Regions from separate parts of the Rattus norvegicus genome. Here region 2 is linked to region 1. A link is a contact called in public Hi-C data. All regions are on one chromosome and are shown on one strand. Each heading gives the region's core, a stretch centred on a gene start, on an enhancer-like site or on the middle of the called end of the contact. The rest is flanking DNA. Distances are from core to core; before and after follow the strand shown.

Evidence for each region. A called contact is a pair of places that touch in the nucleus more often than the background predicts.
Region 2: a Hi-C map of liver shows a contact between it and region 1, with 9 times the contacts expected there. The contact joins the promoter of Pnpla4 here to the enhancer-like site in region 1. A contact is called at or near these places in 2 of 12 Hi-C or Micro-C datasets (frontal cortex and liver) and 1 of 1 datasets of contacts at active chromatin or transcription factors (oligodendrocytes).

What each region holds. Positions count from the first base shown.
Region 1 is chrX:45,755,737-45,760,775 of GRCr8, reverse strand. No RefSeq gene overlaps it. Among named protein-coding and RNA genes, the nearest start is that of Prkx, 13 kb to the right of the region's middle. Within about 2 kb of position 2,060, at least 91 of the 93 cell types and tissues checked have an H3K27ac peak or open chromatin away from gene starts, as enhancers often do. A contact at or near this core is called in liver, where this site is marked.
Region 2 is chrX:46,202,682-46,207,720 of GRCr8, reverse strand. Pnpla4 (patatin like phospholipase domain containing 4) reads left to right here and starts at 2,692. Exons shown (of 8, transcript NM_001401181.1): 1 at 2,692-2,739; 2 at 2,922-3,080; 3 at 3,328-3,515; 4 at 4,152-4,246; 5 at 4,490-4,622. The coding sequence starts at 3,336.

The DNA.
Region 1 (5,039 bases), core at 811-3,310:
GAGGTCAGGGACGGTCATTACCCCAGAAGTTCTTTTATTGTTGAGGATAGTTTTTGCTATCCTGGTATTTTTATTCCAAATGAATTTGCAAACTGCTATTTTTAATTCTATGAAGAATTGAGTTGGAATTTTGATGGGGATTGCATTGAATCTGTAGATTGCTTTTGGCAAAATGGCCATTTTTACTATATTAATCCTGTCAATCCATGAGCATGGGAGGTCTTTCCATCTTCTGAGATCTTCAGTTTCTTTCTTCAGAGACTTGAAGTTCTTGTCATACAGATCTTTACTTGCTTGGTTAGAGTCACACCAAGGTATTTTATGTTATTTGGGACTATTGTGAAGGGTGTCATTTGCCTAATTTCTTTCTCAGCCTGTTTATCTTTGAGTAGAGGAAGGCTACTGATTTGTTTGAGTTAATTTTATACCCAGCCAGTTTCCTGAATTTGTTTATTATGCTTAGTATCTCGTTAATTTTTTAATTATACATATTTTTTACAACTAACATCCATCACCGTTTCAGTTTGGAAGGAAAAAAACTTGCATGTAATCAATATTTTAATTGAATGAGAACATATGCAAATGACACAGGCATTTCTATCTGGATTTAGAAGAAAATCCCGAGATAATGTTGCAGTTTTCCCACCTCAGCTGTGAAAACTTACTATCCGTGATTGACTCTGCAGACAGCTGGCAGGCAGAAACCTCTCAGGGGTATTATTAGCCTTCATACCAGATCATAAGGATGGATTTGCCAAAAATCCTAGTTTCCGGAAGGGCGCTGTTATACCAAGGCAATCGAGCATCGCCACCTTGCGACCATGCCTTGCAATGCAGCTAGCTAGGCACAAATTATTATTTATTGAGTGAGGCAGGCAGGCGGAGGGAGGGGGTTTTTGTTGGTTTTTTTGAGACAGGATATCTTTGTCTAACAGTCTTGACTGTCCTAGAACTCCCTCTGTAGACTAGGCTAGCCTCGAACTCACAAAGATACACCTGCTGCTTCTTTTCTTTTTTTTCTTTTTTTGAACATTTTTTATTTACATTTCAAATGTTATCCCTTTTCCCGGTTTCCCCTCCAGTAACCCACTATCTCCCCCTGCTTCTATGAGAGTACTCCCCCACCCACCCACCTCTCGACCCTGACATTCCCCTACACTGGGGCATTGAGTCTCGACAGCCACTTTTTCCCCAGTGCTGGGATCAAAGGCGAGCTCCACCACTGCCGGTACTGTGTTGTTTTTGATTAAGCAAAAAAAAAAAAAAATCTTTAAATGTCTAGATTGGAGGTCCAAATTAAATGTCTAGACTAAAGTCTCTAAAGATTTTCTAATATAAATTTTATCAGTCAAAACTTGGCCACTTTTTTGTGATGCTAAGTATGGGTAGAACTCAGGGCTTTGTGCATTCAGTCCCACTGTCTGGCGGCACTGTTGTGCTATATATTCCTAATGGGGAGCATCCAAAAATCAAAACAAACCAAAAAAGTCAAACCTAAACTCTTTAATGAATGTATTTTTTCAGAACTAAGATTTAATCAGGAAAGTTGCATTGTGCGTATGCCCCTGGTTATTCAGATGATCATAGTAGGAATATAATTAAGAGTTGTTGTCCACACATTTGAAGTTAGATGGATATGAAAGTGTTTCAGATTTCCTGCTTTGATTTTTTTGAAGATATCTTTTCAAAGGAATACTGAAGTGAAAGAATATTGAAAATCTGTGAGGTTTCATCATCACGTGACTGAGGGATCCTGTGTCCCGTGTCTTTTAAAAATTATTTTTAATATTTATTAATGTGACATGAAATTAAATAAAATCAATGTTTTTCCCTCTGGTAAAAAACGCAGAAGGTAAAAATGATATATTTTATTCGTGGTAAAAATCCTAATCTCATTTAATCGATACACATTGCGTCCCTGTATAGGTTATTAAGTTGTAGCCATTAATGAAAAAATATTATTAAATGTCAACTAAATAGTCGTAAAGCAACACGTAGTGAGAGCTCAGATCTCGTAATTTCCTGCTAAAAGAATACAATTCCCAGAAGACCCTGCAGCCAGTCCAATCACTTCCGGAAGGAGGGACTTATGGGGCGGCAACAGGGCCCTTCTGTGAGAAAGGGGAGAGATATGGCCTCAAAGGAAACCATACTCATCCAAGTAGGTCGTGCTTTGTCAGACATGTGTGGCGATAGCCAATATATCTGAAGAGAAAGCCCGGATGAGGCCCTAACAGGGCGAACCTACTGCCGCCCTGTTGTCCCACCTTACATGCCGATCTTGGCGCAAGGGATGCTGGGAAGTGTAGTGATTTGGCTGGAAACTACCACCAATTAGGTAACACAGCGTCATCACCCCCACGGGTTCTGTGCCCAAGCCTGCCGAGCCAGGCCTCATCCCACCTCCCGTTCCTGCTCTGTTCTGGCCCGTTTGTAAAGTACTAAGTTTCACTCTTTTCACTTACAGGAGCTTAGGGTGTGCATGTCAGTCTCCCTCTTCTGGCCGCTAGTGGTACTGTAAGGAGGGGCCACAAATTATATGCAAATTTTATGCCACACTAAGATGCACAAATAAGGCTAGAGATTCCCCATAGTCAGTATTTGAGGCTTTGGGGACCAATGGGGGATGTTGGATTTAATGCAAAACCTACACACTTAGAAACAAGCCCGGGCAAGGCAGCACTGTCTGGTCCGCAAGGAGACCTGAAAAGTTAGCAGAAGTATATGTGTGTGTCAATTCTAAATGAAACCAAGGAAAAATGCCTAAGGTGCTTATTAGCATACCAAAGCACATGATGACCTCTAGACTCACTCAGGACCTGTGATTCCCCTCTACTATTCTCATCCAGCCCCATACCTTAAACCAAGCCAGCCCAGGGGCTTTGCTTCCCTTCCCCCAGCATCTCTTACCTATATAGTACAGCCATTTATGCCATGTGTCTTCTTGATCCTCTCAGTCTCCTTTGCTCCCTCTCTCTTCTCTTCTTCTCTCACTCTCCTCACCCCCTCCACCCCTGTCCTCTCATGGCCGGGTTCAGCTACTGTCTGTTGGGGTAGAAATCTCGGCCTGCACCAGGACAAAGTACACCAGGCCAACATGGTTCCGCATGGAAAGGTTTAATGAGAGAAGAAGAGTAGAAAAGAGGAGAAGTGAAGGAAGCCGGCCATGGGCACGTGGGTAGAAGGGGGTGTGGGGAGAGAAGAGACAGGAACAAAGGGGAAGAGAGCAGAGAAGAGAAGAACAAAGAGAATGAGGAGGGGGCAAGCAGCTCCTTATATATGTCAGGCACAGCTGGCTATTGCCAGGCAACTGTGTGTTGGAGCATACCTGGCTGGTCCCAGGTAGCTGTGGGGGTGGAGCTTAGACAGAATACCAACACTGTCCATGTTTAGTCCACTACTTTCTCTCCCTGCTCTGGACTATTCCAGAAGCCTCTGACTGTTCTCCTCAGCTATACCTGGAAGCAGTCATGCTATCATTTCATTCAATGTGCAGTATCTTCCTACGGCATCTCCATGTGGCTGACCCCAGAGGCCTTTATGCTTTCTTCCTGAAAAAATTCTAATTTCTTTGGTAGGTTTGGTGCAAAGTTCAGACAGTTGAAGGCATAGCTGGACGGCCAGCACAGGTCATTGAAATATACCCAAAGCTACTAGGAGGGTCAGTCAGTGTGAAAGGAGAAAGGAAGTAAACATATAAACATAAATAAAAAGCTAAAAGAACTAAAATTTTAAATTAAATTAAAGGCAATCATCTGGGCAGTAGTGGTACATACCTTTAAAACCAGCAGATTAGGGCTGGAGAGATGGCTCAGTGCTTAAGAACACTGATCTTCCAGAGGAATTGAGTTCAATTCCCAGCAACCACGTGGGGAGTCAACCCTCTGTAATGGGATCTCATGCCCTCTTATGGTGTGTCTGAAGACAGCTACAATGTACTCATATAAAATAAATAAATAAATAAATACTTTTTTTAAAATAGCAGGTTATACTTGGGAGGCAGAGGCAGGTGAATATCTGAGTTCAAGGCCAGCCTGGTCTACAGAGGGAGTTCCAGGACAGCCAGAGCTACACAGGAAAACTCTTTCTTGAAAAACCAATAAATTAAATTTAAAAGACAACAACAGTGAGTTGAGTGCTTTCTGAGCCAGTGAGCCCAGGTCCTCTTATCCTTTGAGCCACATCTCCAGTCACAAATTATCCTTTAGTTTCTTCTTTCCAGCAACACAAAACAAGCCGGGGTTGGGGGGGGGGTTGTAAAAGGTGTCATGAGATAAGAGCAGCCTAAGGCTTCTTTATTGCTTTCCTCTACACTCCCAGAGAAGAAAGGGCGGCAGGAAAGCCTGTAGTCAGATAAAATACACAATGTCAGATTGAAATCTGAATTCTGATTGTATTTATTTAGACTCTCTGAGAACCCATTGCCCTACAGTATGTATGGGGGCTAGAAAGGGAATGAATCTCAATGGTAGTAGCCCACAAAATGACAGAAGCAAAACCAGTTTTGCCGTGCCCTGAGGATGGTGAGAAAATCCTCTACTCCTCTAATGTCCTCTCCCTCTCCCCTTCCTTCTACCCTCTTCTTTCTGCTATTTTTTGACCCATCTCCTGTGACACTCCCACCCCCATCCCCACCTCTTTGGTCCTGCAGAACTTTCAAGCTTTCTGAACACTGTTTGAAGAAAACTTCCTTTCGTTTTTCCATAACTCTGAGGTGTGGACTATCTGTCCCCAGCCAGCAGGTGGTGCTGTTACTATAGCTGGAAGCAAAATTCCCAAGAAGTAGCTCAAAGTTAACCCCGGAGGCTGATTAACTGGTAATGTCTGTAGCTGAGCAGAGTTGGAATGTTAAGGTTCCAGAGCCTAATTATTATTTCTCTTGGACTATTTTCAGCCCCCTAGATATCCATTCCTAAGTCACCTGTGTCAGACTTGACATCTTGTGACTAACAGATTAAAACAAAACTTTTTTTGTCTGTCTCCTGTGATGAAATTGTTCTTTCACAGCAAAAGGCCTAATAAAAGCAAGGACTTCCTGC
Region 2 (5,039 bases), core at 1,443-3,942, 450 kb before region 1:
AATCATACCATAATATAAAAATAAAATTTAAAAATGCACTTTGATTTGAAGAACTATGTGGTCTCAATTTCATGGTAAAAGAATAACCATAATTTCTTTAGTCAACTTCATATAGGACAAAGAACAGCTACTGAAATTAAACAATGCACCACGCAATTGGCATTTGTCTGGTTCTGCTAGGATGGTAGACAGTGCACCCAGAATGTTCCCCAAGTACCCAAACCACAAGTGTAGACACTTAGCCTAAACTGCTTTGTATACTGACTGACCATGGTTAACTTTAGAACTAGGATACTGTTTTCTATCTAAGAGATCCACTGATTTTAAATCTTCTTGGATTTCCGAGATAAAAGAAGCCTTTACCACTGAGTGGAAAAAGCATGTTCCTCTCAATTCAAGGCATGACAAGAAAAGAAAAAAAAATACTGTCTGTATCACTAAGAAAATTCTGCTCCTGGGTAATATTTCACATAGTAAGCCAAGCTGCTTTTAATTTAGGTCCACTCACAGGTTCTTATGCTGAACTAATCCCCTCAGTAAACTTTATACCACAAGACATCCAGATTTCAATTCATTATCAGAGGAAATACTGGACAAAGTCATGTCTCTCAGCTAAGAAGACAGCTGAATTGGGTTGAAGTTTGTGTAATATTCAAGATAAACTAAGACACAACTCTACTGAAAATGACACCACCGTACATGTAAAAAAGATAGAATCCTTTTTGTAAGCTGGAATGAAAAACAGATGCATCAGAAGTAAAAATATTATTGACACTAGGTCATGAACAGTGCCATACCCACACAATATACAACAGCAATATTCTTTGGAAACTGCTGAAATTCTCTCAGCAATGGTATTGTCATCAGATTCTAGGTTGACCCACTCTGCGATCAATGTTCTGTAGTGATACTGACAAAATATATCATGAATTATTGGGGCCAGAAGATAAATGAAATTGGACAGATGCCAGAGTACAGAAAAAACACCTGCTTCTTCAGCCAGGATGAGTCAAAGCAATAGTTTGTGAATCTGCTGAGAGCATGTACCCAGTGTAAAATTCAACTTCTTGATGATACCTCTGAGAAATTAAGTTTTGCAGAATACATTTAAGTTTCACTATATATGTATATATATATATATATATATACATACATACACACATATATATTCTATTATTTACACGTATGGTGGTGTCATTTTCATATAAACTATATGCATATAGTTTCTTTTACTGTTATAATAATCCATCCACCACCAAGACTCTGAGTACCTTGACCACAGAGTGCAGACTTTGCCATCAAGTACTCTGAATTCTAGTAGCAATTCTAAACCAGCTCTTGAGCTTCGTATCATGGTTGATTGGGAGCATCACAACAACATATTTTGACATGGAAGGCTGTAGAGCATATTTATATTTGCATAATAAAATACACAAAGATACCCTGCCTTCCCACCTTCCCGCCTTGTTATTAGCCCTGAAAATTTTCACTGCTGTTGGCTAGGCAACCATTATTATCTCATGGTCTCTAACAGTCCATGACAATTCCCTTTGCCCCACCTTACCAAAAACACATCACTCCTCAATATATGCTTATTTAATCTCTCAAAAATACACTTATATGTCTGTGAGTTGTCAATTTTTTACTTCTTCTGAAATAGAGGTACCTAGTCTAGCTACAGTAAAACACACATACAGGATACTAAAAGGTAGAGAGACAATATCTAATTTAATAAAATCACAAATGTAAATGGGGACAACAGATTTTTAGGAAATACAAAGAATCTTTAGGTTTTACTTCATAAATCTATACTCCACAAAGTCAGAAAATCTAAATGAATGAACAATTTTATTAATAGATTCTACTTACTAAAGTTAAATTAAGACCCTGTTGTGGGTCTGCTTCTGTTCCACTGAGAGGCATGGCTTCTTGGAGGGGTTGGAACACAGGGCATCTGACTGTGTTTATCCCACACTAAGAAGAAAGTTTAGAGGACTAAGAACCTTCATTATAAAAAAAGTTAACGAACTCTCATACTAGCAATTTAAAAGTACACCGGAAAGCGGGTGTGGGGGGTGGGGTGGGGTTAACAAATCCAAGAGGATAAGGTGGGCCCAAGGGAGGAAGTGGGAGTCTCATTCAGAAGGAGAAACAAAGGTCATTAGATGTTTATTAAGAAAGGGAACTGGGTAAGAAGCCAAACTTGAAACAGAGCTCTTTTTACAGCTGCGGTGGTCCACAGCCTGCCTAAAAGAGAACGGGAGGGGCGCAAGAATATGACTTCTGAAAGCCCCGCGGACTAAACTTGAAACAGTGTTAGTTTCCGAAACCTGTCGGCGCAGTGCCTGCCGGGAGGGAAGTAGATGGGTCACCGGATGATGATGTCTTAAATCTACGTTGCGCAACACTTAGTTTGAAATGTTTGAAACAGCGCTCATTTCAGGACCGAGGCACCTGCACGCTGACCTCCGGGAAAGGAAGGAGAGGGCCGCCGGATTATGACCTCATAAGCCGCGCGCTTTGACAGAACACCGGAACTGTGATCTATCTGTGAAGCCGAGGTGTGTTGTCTGCCCGGAAGGGGCCAGGAGGGGCGCGCGGCGATGACGTCATAAAGCCGCGCGGCTTTATAATCGTACACTTAAAACGGTGCTCATTTTCGTCCGCACGTCAGCGCTGCTCCTAAAGCCCTGAAACACGAAGGCGCAGAACGATGACATCAGAAGATGTTACTTGCAGGTAACAAGTACTGCGTCCAACCATTGCGGGGCGGTGACGTTTCAGAACGGTGTCTTCAGTGGGGGAGAGGAGCAGGGTGGGAGGCAGAGATGCCGACGCGGAGCGATGATGTCATAAGGACTAAACCGACCGTGCGGGCGGTGCTTGTTCAGAATCCCAGAATCTACCCTGGGCTTCCCTAGTGAAGGAGTCGCTCTGCGCTACCACATTGGGTGAAGTCGCAACCACAGGCACCGCCTAGGCTGGACCCCGCCGCATCGCGATTGGCTCAGCCGCCCAGAGTGACATCTGCCTGTGACGCCGTCTTCTAGGGATTGGCTGGAAGTGCTGTCCCCACAAAAGTACTGTGGCCAGGCTGCAGCAGGGCGGGGGCGGGAGCGGGGCGGGGGGCGGGGCCTGGAATGGAGGACTGGACGTCCCTAGGCCGAGGGGCGGGACTAACGGATGGACCTGTGGGGGAGACAGCTATCAATCACAACTCCCAGTCATTCAGTCACTAGCTATCAGTCACAGAACATGGATGTACCAAGTGTGAACACATATGAACGTATGTACTAAATACACTACACGTATGTATTTCTATCCTAGCCACTACCATGAAGCAAGTCCACCTCTCTTTCTCATCCTGCGGATTTCTGGGTATTTACCACCTGGGGGCAGCGACTGTACTGAGCAAACGCGGGCGGGGCTTGCTATGCAATGTCACAGGCTTTGCAGGGGCCTCAGCAGGGGCACTGGTGGCCACACTGCTGCTGACAGCACCAGAGAGGATAGAGGTGAGGGGGGTGGGGTTGTTGTGTTGTGGGACGTGCACACAGTGTTACTTGTGCATGTGTGATGTGTGTGGGACACACATGTGATACATGAAATATGTAGCATGGTGTACATACAACATACGTGTAACATATGCAGTACAGTATGTGCAGTTTGATGCATACTCTGAATATGTTACATTTCATGTGATGCATAATGTCAAGTATGATAACATGCAGGTACATCATGTCTCTGTACTCTCATCTGATTATGATGTCTGACATTACATCATTACATGTTGTGCTGCACTGCTAAGTGCACCTCATATGAAATGATCAGTTTTGTCTGCAGAACATGAGATAGCATGTAATAACATGTACGTTATGACATGTGGTACATTGCACTGTATACATACATGTAGTGAAATGTATATAATCACACATAGTAGGTTATGATACATGTTTACATTTACTGAGATAGCATATAGTAATGTATGTTATGACATGTGGTTAATATGTACTTAAACGTGTAGTGCATGTAATAGAGGGTATCATATATGACACCCAACACAGATACCTTATAGAACAAGCACATAGTACATACCTTCGTATGACATCTGTAACATACATGGTACATGGCGGTGTGACTCTCCCCCACAGGCATGTACCAGGTTCACATTTGCCTTTGCGGAGGAGGTCAGAATGCAGGCACTGGGGCCCTTGACACCTGGATATGATTTCATGGCCCGGCTGAGGTGGGTGTGACCTCACGCATGTCCTGGCTAGAGCTGAGGTGGGTGTGACCTCACGCATGTCCTGGCTAGAGCTCAACATAGGAGTGCGAGGTGTTTGACCCTGTGTCCTCCCATGGTTATGTCCTCAAGTGCCCATGGGCTCATGTGTCCTCGTGTGTCCGTGTGCTTGTGAATCCATTTTCTCACATGGATGTGTCATGTGTCCATATGTTCGTGTGTCCTCACATGTCCTCATGCGTACAGGGGTGGCATTGACGAGATTCTTCCCCAGCACGCCCATGAGCTGGCACGGGAACGGCTTCATGTGTCAGTAACCAGCGCAGTTGGACAGAACTACCTGGTGTCCAACTTCACATGCAGGGACAACCTCATCACGGTAAGGGCACGTTCACATAGCTCAGGGCATCACAGGTGGGGTCAGCTGGCTTGGTGGCTCAGGGGTATGTTCACGTGTTAGGTGTGTGGTCACACTACTTGGCATTTTCATGGTCCGTACACAGCTCAATCATGTTCACAGGACTCTGCACACAGATCATCTCCCCCTACTTTCCAAGGCCTCCTTTGTCATCAGGCATGACAGTGGTTATCTGTCACTTTCGTGTGTAATGTGAAACCACAAGATGACACATGGGTCATCCGTGTGTACACATAACACATGCATGATATGTGGTTGACATGTAAATAACCTGTTCATAACATGGGAATGGTATGTGGATGATGGCCATAGAACATGTGCATGATATGTGGTTGGTGTGTCAATGACATGTATATGATATGATTGGGTACCTTTGAC